Regions from separate parts of the Rattus norvegicus genome. Here region 1 is linked to region 2. The links are chromatin contacts, called in public Hi-C maps. All regions are on one chromosome and are shown on one strand. Each heading gives the region's core, a stretch centred on a gene start, on an enhancer-like site or on the middle of the called end of the contact. The rest is flanking DNA. Distances are from core to core; before and after follow the strand shown.

Region 1 (6,065 bases), core at 1,625-4,124, 140 kb after region 2:
CTACTTACTCACTTGTGACTGGAGCTCCTGAATTCTAGGTTAGGGTCACACCGGGCACATAACCAAGGGTGATCTCGAACCTCTGCTCTTTTGCCTCTACTGAGGTTGTGACACTAACCTATCATCACTTAAGTGTTTGCAGAGCTGGCAACTGAAACCAGGGCTTCATCCATGCGGGGCAAACACTTTACTGAGCCACAGGAGCCTTTTGTTGTTTTGCTTTTGAGACAGAATCTCTTTACATAGCTCAGGCTGGCCTCGAACTCACTGCATAGCCCGAGCCATCTTTGAAAACTTGCATGTTCTTGCTCACCATTCATTACAGGCGTGAGTCACCAATCTTGGCTCATTAAGTCACGGAGTTTGAAAAGAATAAAATGAAAATCTAGTTTCTTTGTTTGTTTGCTTGCTTTTTGTTGTTCTTTGAGACAAGGTCTCAAACTGTAGTCCAAACGTAACCTCCAGCTCACGTCGATTCTCTTGCTTTAGGTGTTTATGCTGTAGATATGGGCCAGCATGTTTGGTGTAAATCTAGGTTTCTATGTTGCTGCAAAGCATGGACACAAGAAAAAAAATTCTCCTTCTAAATAGTTTTTCAGGGCTGGTGAGATGCTCAATGATCCTTGAAACTCAATGTAAAGGTAGAAGGAGAGAACTCATCTCGCAAAGTTTTCCTCTGACTCAAAATGTGCACCGGGGTACATCTGCCCACACTAGGTTTATGAGCATACAGTAGTACATACAATCTAAAGATTCAATTGAAACAGTTCTTTGAAGGATGTTTCTGTGGAAGGAGGGGCAGTGGATTTTCATTCATTTCCTTATAGCAAATGTTTGCTGTGCATGGTGGCTCATGTGTATAATCTCAGCACTTAGAGGCTGAGACAGGAGGATCACTGGATGTTTGAGGATAACCTGATCTACTGAATGGTAGGCCAACCTAGGCAACAGAGAGACTCTGAGTCAAAATTTTACACAGAGAGGGAGGGGGAAGCAAAGCAGAGGAGGAGGGGGAGGGAGGGGGAATTTAATGCAGGGCCGGCTGGAGTGGTAGGCCCTGGGCCTATAGAATGTCAGTCTAGAGAATTAACTGTCAAAGCCAAGTCACACTTAGTCACACTTTGGAGGATCCCTCTTCTTTTTGCTATTCTCTAAGCAGAGGAAATTTGATCAACAAGAAAGCATAATGGAAAAATTCAGTAAAGGTCAGAGAAGAGCTGAAAGAAAGGGGAAGAGGCCTTGTCCCTTCTTGACTTGTTAAGTAGGGTCAGAAAGGGGATTTCCTAGACCCTAAGTGTGTTTCAATTTCATAGGTTTGGCGAAAGGAATATGCTCAGCCACTCGCCCCGCTTCCTCAGTACCAAGGCTCAGCCTGGTACACTGTAATTTCCTCTTCATGTATTATGTAGTGACTAATGGAAGGGCTAGGTCACCAACCAATGTTGTACTCCAACTCAAAGCTATAGGATTTCAATTGTCCTTAGTGTAGTTGGGCAATAGGAGGCTTGAATCTTCTCTTATCAAATGAGGAGGGTAGCAGTTATGAAGGGATTTTCCTTGGGACTTGTTACAACAGAGTACAGTGGCCATAGAAATTTGAGGGTAGTTTCCTGTTTTGCTCTGCTATGTCTTGGGGTGGCTCTAAAAACCTTTCTTCCCTTGGACAGATGAAAATGCTCACAGGGTTCGTTGTTAATTACCACTAAGAATTCACTGAAGATGATTGGGCAACCTGTATCAGATGTTCAGATGAAAGGATCGGTGGCTGCTGATGACACAGATGTAAATTCTAGGTCTGCAGGTTAAGCTCTGTCAGGGGCCCACCCCAGGGATGCCTGCGCTGGGCCTCTCTTGCTCAGAGACTCTTCCCCAATACCAGCATTCTGAGTCCAGGTGAAGTGCCCAAATTCACAGAGTCAAAACCTTGTGAAAGATTTATAAATCCGCAGGGTTTTAGGATTTGTGACTAGCTTTGTAGACCCATTACTATAAATCAAGGCATCTCGAATACCTCAAAAACACTGCCCATGTGGCTGCTGGCATCAAAAAATCCCACTTAAAATTAAAAATTATTTTCCAAGATGCACACCCTGTGCTCCAATTGATATTTTAATAACTCGATTAAAAATTTCCCAGAAGTCTATTAGAGTCAGGAAACAGTCTGTGGTGTAGGTGAGGATTTGTTTTTGCAACGGAAACTTTTAGCCCCCATGAACAGAGCAGCCAAAAAAACTCATTTACATGTTTTTCCTCCATTCTCCCTTAGTACAGTGCAAAATGAAAACCTGTTTGGAAGAATATGTTTGCTTCTCTCTCTCTCTCACTCACTCACACATACACACACACACACACACACAGCACATGATCCAATTTTCAAATCGTCTTTTATTTTCCACTCCGGAGTAAATTCGGGTATTCATTATCACATAAAATTCGGGTATCATTACACATAAAATAAAAAAATTAAAGCCAGGCATGGTGGTACGCTCCTGTAATCCCAGCATTTGGAAGGCTGAGTCAGGAGAATTGCCCTAAATTTGAGGCCAATCTAAATCTACCTGGTGAATTGCAGGCCAGCTAGACCTACATCACAAAATCTCGTGTCTAAATAAATAAATACAGTTGCCATGAATGTGGTGTGGGTAACCTGGCAAGCACATCTCTGAGTCTGAGGCCAGCCTGATCTATGTAGTGAGCTCCAAGCCAGAGAGGGCCAACAAAAATAAACAAAAAACACGAACAAGAACAACAAAAAAATTCACAAACAAAACTCAATAACTCCTGGTGGGGGTGGGGTGGGGGGTATTAGAGCATGGTTTGCCCTTTGTTAATTAAAAAGTGAGTCTGACAGTCCTTGGCCAGCTCACTGCAGAAACTGCTATGAAAATCCCCGAAGGGCTGGGTTGCTGTCCAAGCCATGGAACTCTATTCCCCTGTGCGAGCTCAAGCGTGCGGGCTTCGATGGCTGCAAGTCTCTGGAGGTCTTTGCGGCTCCTTGCAGACATCTAGGTCCCGAGGGTCTGTGTCCTCCTAAGTACAGCACGGTGTAGGGCCGGCCGCCTCAGGCTCGCCGCCACCAGGTCGTGGCAAAAATCTTTTCCCTTCTCAGGGCCCCAGAAGCCAGGCCGCCTCCCTCCTCCCTCCCTCCTGGCGGGGCCCTTTCCCAGCCCGGGATCAGCAGCAGCCGCGGCAGCGACGGCAGGAAGCGAAGCCCTTGTTGATGCTGTTCTGTGGCGCGCCTGTCCGCCCTCCGTCGGCCACCAGGCTCTTCCGGGCTCCCGGACCTCCCCCCTCCGCGCGTGCGCAGTGCCTCACGAGGGGGCGGGGCTCAGATTCCTGTCAGCGGCGGCGGCGGTGGCGGCGGCCGTCAGTGTTCGCTGAGGAGAAGCCCGAAACGGACCCGTTGGCTCTCCCTCTCCCCTTCCCCGTCCGAACCTTCTTCTCTCTGGACTCACCGAGAGTCAGTTTTCCACTCCACAGAGCTGTTCTCCACTCCGAAGCCCTTCTCGTCGCTCGGCCGGGTGGGAAGTGACTGCCCTCGAGGAGGAGGAGGAGGCAGCGGCTGCCGCCCTCGTCTCACCGCCCCCGGTTCGGTGCCCGCGGATCCCGGAGAGGAGGTGCCGCCGCCACCGCCGCTCCCCCCCTCCCGCTGCCCTCGGGCCGGGCTGGGTCGAGCTGCGATGCCCTCGGACTTCATCTCATTGCTCAGCGCGGACCTAGACCTGGAATCGCCCAAGTCCCTGTACTCGCGAGGTGAGTCAGATGGGGGGTGGGGGGTGGGGCGTGGGGGCGGGGAGCGCGAGCGCGTCGAGTCCCGGGGGGTCCCCGTCGGGGCCGGGTTCTGGCGAGGTTGCCCCTCACGAGAGTCCTGGGCCGGCCGCGAGGGCCAGGAGTGATCTCGGAGCTGCGGAGCGGCGCCCCCTCCCCAGCGCAGCGCAGAGTGGCAGGGGGCTCAGGTTCCTCGCTGCCCCGAGTCCTCTGCGGCCCCAGAGGTTCGCAACCTGCCGGTCGGCGGATCCGGACTCCACCACCCTCGGCGGACTGCTGGTCCAGTCCTCCCCCGGCAAGGGAATCACCCCACTGGTCCCGCTGCTGGAGCCGCCCGGGGGGGGGGTCGGGGCGCCGCGGCTCATGTACCCCCGACTCTTCTCCTTGGCAAAGTTGCCCCACGCCGGGCTGCGTGGCCCCAAGGGGCTTCCGAGCTCAGGGTCACCATTTTTTTCTCCCTCTGGTCTTGTTTGTGCGCGGTCGTCCTTACCCCCCCCCTCCCCGGCCTAGTCCACTCCCTCCCCATGTCGGGACGGCCCCCCTCGGCCAGGCGTTCTTCCTTTCCTCGTCATCTTCTTGCCTGGAAAAGGCCCCGATCTTCTTTCTCTCTTTCCACCTCCGTGACATTCTAATTACTTCTCCTCTTTTACAAAGATAGGGATGCCCTCCCTGGATTACTTGTATACCTCTCCCTGGAGTACCAGGCTCAGTCCTGCCCTTTAAGAAAAATTCTCTTCTTTGCTGTTCAAGAGCTTCGTGCAGAGAGAAGGCAATGAACAGAGATTCCCATTAAAAACTATTTTGGCCAAGGCCTGCAGGGGATTCCCAGCATCTAAAACATTAATACTTGAGGTGATCTCTGCTGGGGTTAAATTCCTATACTGGACACCACAAGAATGTGTCAGAACAGGTTTCCTTTCCAAGGGGTATCAAATCAAAAACACCCCCATCTGTGCTCATTGCTACTTCTTATACCAGCGAGAGAAGGCAAAAGACCGTTCTATTATATTTTTTAAAAATATATCATGGTGAACCCTTTCCCCGAGAAATCCATCATTTCTCCTATTTTTGGTTTTACCAGAAAATTTCATCTCTTCGGGGTGGAGGAGGACTTCAGCCTGGCATTAGTGTATTTATATTAAGTGAATCAGAGGGATATGGTTTACCCTGGAAGGTGCCAGACTTTATAGACTTTTGAATTTGTACACAGAGTCCTATTTAGTAACTGTTAGGCCATTGTCTGTTGCTTTGATGACTTTAGATGGCAGTCACTATCCTGTAGACGTTTTTCAGATATTACCTGAAGTTTAGAAATATTGAAGTTTGAAGTGTCATAAGGAAGAGAAAATATCAAGAGATGTTCCTTAGAATAGGGCTAATGCACAATTTGATGCTAAAAATAGTCAACACAGTAATACCATTTGGGCAGTAATCATCAGATAATTTTCCATGAAACAAATGCTTTATCAAAATCTAAGTTTAGCTTTAGAGACCAGTGTAGAAGCAGCCCAACCTTCCTTTTGCAGAGAACAGACTAAACTAATATGGGCTTAGGCTCTTAAAAATACATAATAGTTATGTAAGAGATGTATGCTATCCTTGGCATTTTTTCTCATTCAGCATAAAAAGTACTTAATGCTTTTTGTGTTTTTCAGATTCTCTGAAGTTACACCCATCACAGAATTTTCATAGAGCTGGACTATTGGAAGGTCAGCAAAGTGGCACTGTACAGCATATTGTGTTAGTGTGCAAAGGCTCTCTCTGATGAAGTGGAAGTGGGAAAGTGGGAAACTTTGCAGACTCACACAATGTAGGTTTTTTGCTAAGGACCCTGATCCTTCTTTTAGAGCAGCTAAATGTTTCAGTGGATTTCATTGCTGTGCTTGAATTGCTTGTAGGCCGTTGTATCTGCTTTGAGAGGCCTTGGGAAAACCCCTTAGGGTCATTTAAAATTATGTGTTGGGTGTTCTATTTTATAGTATTTCCGTTAAATTGTTCTTAAACACAAACTAAATTTGAAAAGATTGAAACATAAGGATGATAAATTAATAAATGCAGCAGTGACACCAAACACATACTTAGTTTGAAAATTCCAAACAGAAAACTTTTGGATGTTGTAAATTTCAAAACAATATATAATGTATTTACCAAGTATTGATGTTATTTCTATTTCATTATATGTAAGGATAAGAAAAGCTACATATAGGAATGGTGCTTAGAAAAAAAAAAAAGGCCCCAGGAAAGTTCTGGGAAAGTTAATAGGATATGTACCTTAAATAGCTGACAATTGCTTAAAA
Region 2 (6,861 bases), core at 1,798-4,297:
TAACTTTCCTACTTGGGGGTAGAAAAGAAATGATAAGAGTGCTTTAAATAAATTGTCATATGAATGATAAAGGTATTTTTATCACAGAACCCAGGGCCTTGCGCCTCCTAGGTAAGCGCTCTACCACTGAGCTAAATCCCCAGCCCCGTGTTTTTTGTTTTTGTTTTTGTTTTTTTTAAACACTGTTCATAGACAAACTGCATGAGAACCCATGGAAATGCTTGCTGAAAGTGTTGATTTCTGGTTCTATATCCAGACCCACTGGTCCCTGCATGTGTGGCAGAGAACTCTCAGAAGAGTCATGTGTTCTGAGGTTCCTTTCAGACTGTTCACTTATCAAAAATGTTTCCACTGCTTTTGACAATAATCTCTAGGAATTAAATCACACAAACATACATGTATACACTTGGAGGCAGAGGCACATATAGTGTATGCCTCTCTGAGTCTATCTTTTTTTTTTTTAAGATTTTATTTATTATATATAAGTACACTGTAGCTGTCTTCAGACACACCAGAAGAGGGCATCAGATCTCATTACAGATGGTTGTGAGCCACCATGTGGTTGCTGGGATTTGAACTCAGGACCTTTGGAAGAGCAGTCGGTGCTCTTAACCACTGAGCCATCTCTCCAGCACCCGAGTCTATCTTTTTATTTCTTTTGAAGGAGAACTGGTACTTGGACCTGGGACCTCGGGCATGCTAAACCAGCATTCAGTTTTTACACCTTCAGCTTCCAGAGTTTGTTTCTTGCTGGAAGTGGTGGCTGGAATTTGGGAAACGGAGCTAGGTGGATTAGGAGGTAGGGTCATCCTTGGCTACAGGGTCAGTTTGAGGTCACATAAGACCCTAAGCCAAAAAAACCCCCCAAAAACCCAAAACCAAAACCAAAACCCAACACACACACACACACACACACACACACACACACACACACACACACACAAAGGGCCAGAGAGATGGCTCAGCTTGTAAAAGTGTTTACACAAAGCTTGATGATTTGAGTTTGATCTTTGCAACCTTCATGGTAGAAGGAGAGAACTGACTACTAAAAGTTGTCCTCTGACCTCTATAGGGATTCCCCCATAAGTAAACAAATGTACTTTTTAAAAAGTGGGGTGGGGGGAGTGACGCCACAATAGGGGCTCAGAAGGTAATAGCACTTGCTGAGCAAAAATGAGGACTTAAAAGTTCAAGTCCCCAGCACTCACGTTACAAGCCAGGCAGGCCTTCATACATCTGTAATTCTAGTTCTGGGGTGGTGATAGAGAAAGGCAGATCCTGGGAGCTTGCTGGCCATCCGGCATAGCTGAAAACAGCAAACTCCAAGTTCAGTGAGAGACTTTCTCTCAGGTAACCAGAGGAGGAATGACAGAGGAAGACACCTGACACACTCCTCTAGCTTCCTTCTGCATGTATGAGTGCGCACACAGATTTCTAAATCTCACATCCTCACAAAACAATGAAAGTAAAAAACATGACAAAGAGCCTGCTTCTTGTATTGCTGTTCTCCCTCAGACTCTGTTATGAAACTTGTGATGCAGTAAGTTTTCAGAAAGGAGAAATTCTGGAAATTAATATACATGGTTGAATTTAGGGGTTGTGGGAAATCCTAAGAACTGTAAGGGTTTCCCTTCATAGTAACAGAACCTCAAAAGAATTGCCTCCCTCAGATTGGCCTGTGGGCATGTCTGTAGCTCATTTTCTCGATTGCTAATTGATGTAGGAGGACCCAGGCCACCATGGGCTGCACCATCTGTAGGCATGTGGGCTGTATTGGAAAGGTAGCTCAACAGGAGCCTGAAAAGTGAGCCAATCAGCAGCTCCCCTGTAGTCTCTGTTTCAGTTCCTTTCTTGAGTTCTGGCCTTGGCTTCTGTGGAGACGACAGCTTAGAACCAGCAAGCCAAATAAATCCTGTACTCCTCAAGCTAGTTTTCGTCAGTATTTTATGACAACCATCAGCGCAAACTACAGTATATAATTTGTGTAATTAGGGATGTAGGATACAGAAAGTGGACATGGTGGTGCACTTTTAACCCAGTGCTTGGGAGGCAGAGGCATATGGATCTCTGTGAGTTCCAGGCTTGCCAGACTTACATACTGACACATGTTTCTAAATACATACATACATACATACATACATACATACATACAATTAGTGAAAGAGGTTGCAAATAGTTTACAGAGTCATGAGTGCTAGGCTGTGAAGTAACGCCATGATTTTAGGATGATCAGCCTACTAGTTTTTATGGCAATTAAAGATAAAGGCTCACAACCTTGCCCATTAACTTAGAATTCCAAATGCCCTAGACTTTTAGCAAGGGTCATCTGAAGTAAATCCTATTTTAGGCCATTTAGAAACTAAAACGGTGTAGATAGGCCCTGATCACTGAAGAATTCGACTAGAGAATATATTGTCTGTAGTGGAGGAAACTTGGGACATCTACCCTCACCCCAACTGTTGTCTACGGCCTTGTGCCTAGGAGCCCTGGAGTCCAGCACTCAGCAATTGCTGAGCGTAGTCCTCTCTTAACACACTCTCATCCAGGCTGCCAAGCCTCTGGGCAAGGAAGGTAGAGGTCACCACGCCTATTTTAATTGGTGAGTCTTTTGGAGCCTAAAGGGAACCAGTCACCCAAATCGGGGAGGGGGAGGGGGAGGAGACAGTAAAGCTTGTAACACGGGGGTTGCAATTCTGGTTGGGAAGATAAAGGGGGAAAAAGCGCTTCCGGTGACTTGGGGAACCTGGGTGGCAGGAGGTGAAAAGACACTCTGGAGACCGGCTCTGTTCTTTTAGGCCCCTGCCTTCTCATGGGCCGAGCAAAGAGAATGCTCTCCTGAGGTGACACCTGTCACCCAGCCACGTTTAGGTGCCGGTCCAAAATCACTGTACCTGATTGGCAAGATTGAAGGGGCTGGACGACTCTGATTGGTCAGTTGGACGTCAGACCAGGTTTTACCCGGTTACGGAAGCCGACAAGGACCAAGCGCGGGCCCGGCGTGAAGGAAGTTAGCCGCAGAATCCCAGATAGCGGCCGAGAGGGACTCGGATCCAATGGCGACCCCAGAGGCCAGCGGCAGCGGCAGGAATGGCCAGGGCTCCGACCCCGCCGTCACCTACTACCGGCTGGAGGAGGTGGCGAAGCGAAATACCGCGGAGGAGACGTGGATGGTGATCCACGGGCGAGTCTACGATATCACCCGCTTCCTCAGCGAGGTGCGGGCCTGGGTGACGGGAGGCCCCCGCGCGCTGCCCGGGTGAGGGGAGGAGGCCACGCGTAGCCGTCCGGCGCCCGGAAGGGGCCGTGATCCTCTGAGGGACTGCAGTCTCTGCCTCGGGTGACAACGTGCATTTCTTAATGCACGGAGCACTTGAAGTATGCTAGACCACACGCTACACCATCAACCCGTTTTCCATAAAGAGAAACTGAGGCTCGCAGAGGCTGAGAACTCTCAAGGGCACACGCACTTAACGACCTATCCACTCGAACCCAGTTCAGAACTGCTCCTTACTTTCCAGGAAGTATGCCTTAGAAAGCAATGCTTTTGGGGCTTTTATTTTCTTGAGAAGGCAGGACTTTTTTTTTTTTTTAATTAAAAACAATTAAATTATGTATGTGTGCCGGGGCATATGCATTTAGAGAAGCCAGAGGTCAGAATGCTAGGAACTGGAGTAAGAGGAGGTTGTGAGCCTCCTGATGTGGGTGTTGGGTACTGAGCTTGAATCTTCTGAGAGAACAGTATGTGCTCTTAACCAATGAGGTGAGATTCCTCCCACCCTCCCACCCTGTTCCTGGTTAGGCAGGAGCAGGAGGGAGGGAGGGAGGGAGGGAGGGAGGGAGGGAGAGAGAGAGAGAGAGAGAGAGAGAGAGAGAGAGAGAGAGAGAGAGAGAGAAAGAGAGAGAAAGAAATAAAGACAGCCTAGTTATGTAGCCCTATCTTCTGTCCTGGGACTTTTTTATGTAGACCAGGCTGGCCTGGAACTCAGAGATCCTTCTGCCTCTGCCTTCTGAATGTATCTTCTGTCCTGGAACTTTTATGTAGACCAGGCGTGGGCCACCAGCACCTGGCTTTCAACCCTTTTGTTAGCTCTTCAAATCAAATCTCATTACCCAGGATCTCTTGGAGACTGTTGGGCAACAGATAATTTTCGCCCCTTCTTGTGACAGGGTCTGATCTTCATCTCGATTACATAGTCTTTGTAGAACTTGAACTTCTAATCTTCCCAAGCGTGCCTTTCTAGGGATCCAGTCCCTTGTGCTTATTAGGCAAACACTGTCACTGTCTGTCCTGGGGTTTGACAGGAGGCCATTTGTGTATTTGGCCATGTGGTCACCTCAGTAAAGAAATTGAACATTTTCGCTCCCTCTTGTTCCTTGGCTGTCTGTCATTCTTTTTTGAAAGATTTATTTATTATATATAAGTACACTGTAGCTGTTTTCAGACAGACCAGAAGTGGGCATTAGATCCCACTGTAGACGGTTGTGAGCCACCATGTGGTTGCTGGGAATTGAACTCAGGACCTCTCCAAGACCAGTCAGTGCTTTTAACTGCTGAGCCATCTCTCCAGCCTCGCTGTCATTCTTAACCCAGGGAACCAGTGTGGAACAGTCACTGAAGATTAGTTTGAAGGTTGGATTTGTATGATCATTTTATTTTGTTATAGAATACTACCCTTATGGCTGACATCTTTTTTTTTTTTTTCTATTTTTTTCGGAGCTGGGGATCGAACCCAGGGCCTTGCGCTTGCTAGGCAAGAGCTCTACCACTGAGCCAAATCCCCAACCCCATGGCTGACATCTTATAACACAGCTTTGTTCTGAGAAAAATTAATTTCTTTGTGTGCGTGTGGTATAGGATGTTGTATATGAAGGCTTTGCACATGCCAGGCAAACACTACTTCTGAGCTAGTTTTTCAGAGTCATATCTTCCCTCCAGAGTCTCAGTGTGAAGTTTTACAAAGAGGATACTATGCTAATAATTTTTTTCTAGTAGGCAATGAGAAAAAGTCAAGAGTTGGTGATTTTGATTTGTGTAGTGGATGACTCCCTCCCTACCCAAGGTCAGGGAATGATCAGGATCCTTGCACATGCCAGGCAGCTGAAGTACTCTATCCCTGAGCATCGATGCTTGAGACATGATTTTACTCCATAGCCCAGGCTAGACATTAAATTTTCTGTAGGTCTCCTAGTTTAGCCTCGTTAGAGCTGGGATTTCAACTTTATGCCACCACATCTGACTCGCAGGTTTGTTTTTCCTCCTTTAAAAAAAAAAAAAGGTTCTTTGGCTTGAACCCAGGGCCTTAGATTAGTACAGGGCAAGCACTGTACATTGAACCAAACCCCCATACTCCAGCCCAGCTGTCTGCTTTATTGAGTGTTATTTTGAGATAGGCTCAAATATATGATATAACCTAGAACTCCTGATTCTCTTTCCTCTCCCTCCCAAGTACTAGAATTACAGCTGTGTAATAAATACTACTCCTGGGCTAACTTTTTTTTTTTTGAAACTGTATCTTTCTACGTAGCCCTGGGCTGTCCTGGAACTCACAATGTAGCCTAGATTGGCCTTGAACTCACAGAGATCTGCCTGCCTCTGCCTCTTGAGTGCTGAGATTAAAGTTGACCCAGCCTCATTTTTTTTTTTTTTTTTTTGGTTCTTTTTTTTTCGGAGCTGGGGACCAAACCCAGGGCCTTGCGCTTCCTAGGCAAGTGCTCTACCACCGAGCTAAATTCCCAACCCCTTGACCCAGCTTCATTTTTAAAACAACTGGTTGAGAGCAACATGGATAGAAGTAACTGTTGTGTTAATATGGACACCAGAATCAGTTGCTGTGAAATTCTGATAGTATATAATTGTCTGATGAGTGAAGGAGCCTGTCTGGGCAGATCCCTTGGTTTCTTTTGTCCATACAGTATTACTTCACAATACTAGTCTTAACTCTGTCTTCTGGTATTTGCCTTTCAATACATTTTCTGTTAAAGCATGGTATATGCTATATAGACAGTCCACGTCCCAGAATTTCTTGATTGGTTGAGCATAGAGAGTGAGTTTGGAAGGGCTCAGATAAGGAAATACTGCCAGCTATTTCACCTTGTATCTTGTCCGCAAGGCTTTCCTTGAGATCGTAAAGATACAGATCTTTATCTGTAGTTAGCTATTTCTTTTATCGTTGTCATTATTATTATTTAGACAGCGCCTTACCCGTATTTTCGGTGCCCAGACTGGCCTTGAATTTGTGGCAGTCCTCCTGTGTCACCTTCCTCAGTGCTGAGGGGACACGCTTGAACCGTCACCTCGCTGAGCTTGCACTTAGCTGTCCCATGTTAACTTGCTCCCTGCTCTCTAACCCTGTCCAAGCTTATTCAGTCACCTGCTTAATCGACTATCGGGTCCTTGCTCGGTGCCAGATACTGTTTGAGGTATAAAGATACAGTCGAGTAAACACCTGTGCCATCTAGAGTAGGAAGCAGACAGTAAACAGTAAATGAGTGACTTGTGCTCTGTGATGAGATAGTAGATAGGTGGAATCTGTGTGTGGGGGGAGATCATGAAGAGGAGGGTTGGCATTTTTTGGTATGAAGGCCAGAGGTAGAGTCATGAAGATGCCTAAAGGCCAGGAGGAAAGTGAGGGAGCTATCCGTGTGGATGTCCACACAGAGCATTCCTGGGAAAGGCACCAGAGGACTTGAGGCAGGAGTATGTTATGTTTGGAGACAGTCAGGGAGGCTTCAGTGGTTGGATCATGAGACAGAGTGATCAGAGGGATGATCTTGTCCTAGGATGAACTTGCTTTAGGTTGAGTTTTTGTGCTCAGAGGGAAAATCTTTGGAGACAAAGCATGGGGTACTATGATTTAATGA

What was found. Hi-C and Micro-C count contacts between places; a contact is called where the count stands out from the background.
Region 1: a Hi-C map of liver shows a contact between it and region 2, with 2.7 times the contacts expected there. The contact joins the promoter of Nfat5 here to the promoter of Cyb5b in region 2. A contact is called at or near these places in 3 of 12 Hi-C or Micro-C datasets (frontal cortex, liver and mammary epithelial cells) and 1 of 1 datasets of contacts at active chromatin or transcription factors (oligodendrocytes).

Annotation. Positions count from the first base shown.
Region 1 is chr19:52,106,609-52,112,673 of GRCr8, forward strand. Nfat5 (nuclear factor of activated T-cells 5) reads left to right here and starts at 2,875. Exons shown (of 15, transcript NM_001107425.1): 1 at 2,875-3,753; 2 at 5,424-5,477. The coding sequence starts at 3,681.
Region 2 is chr19:51,969,564-51,976,424 of GRCr8, forward strand. Cyb5b (cytochrome b5 type B) reads left to right here and starts at 3,048. Exons shown (of 5, transcript NM_030586.2): 1 at 3,048-3,215. The coding sequence starts at 3,054.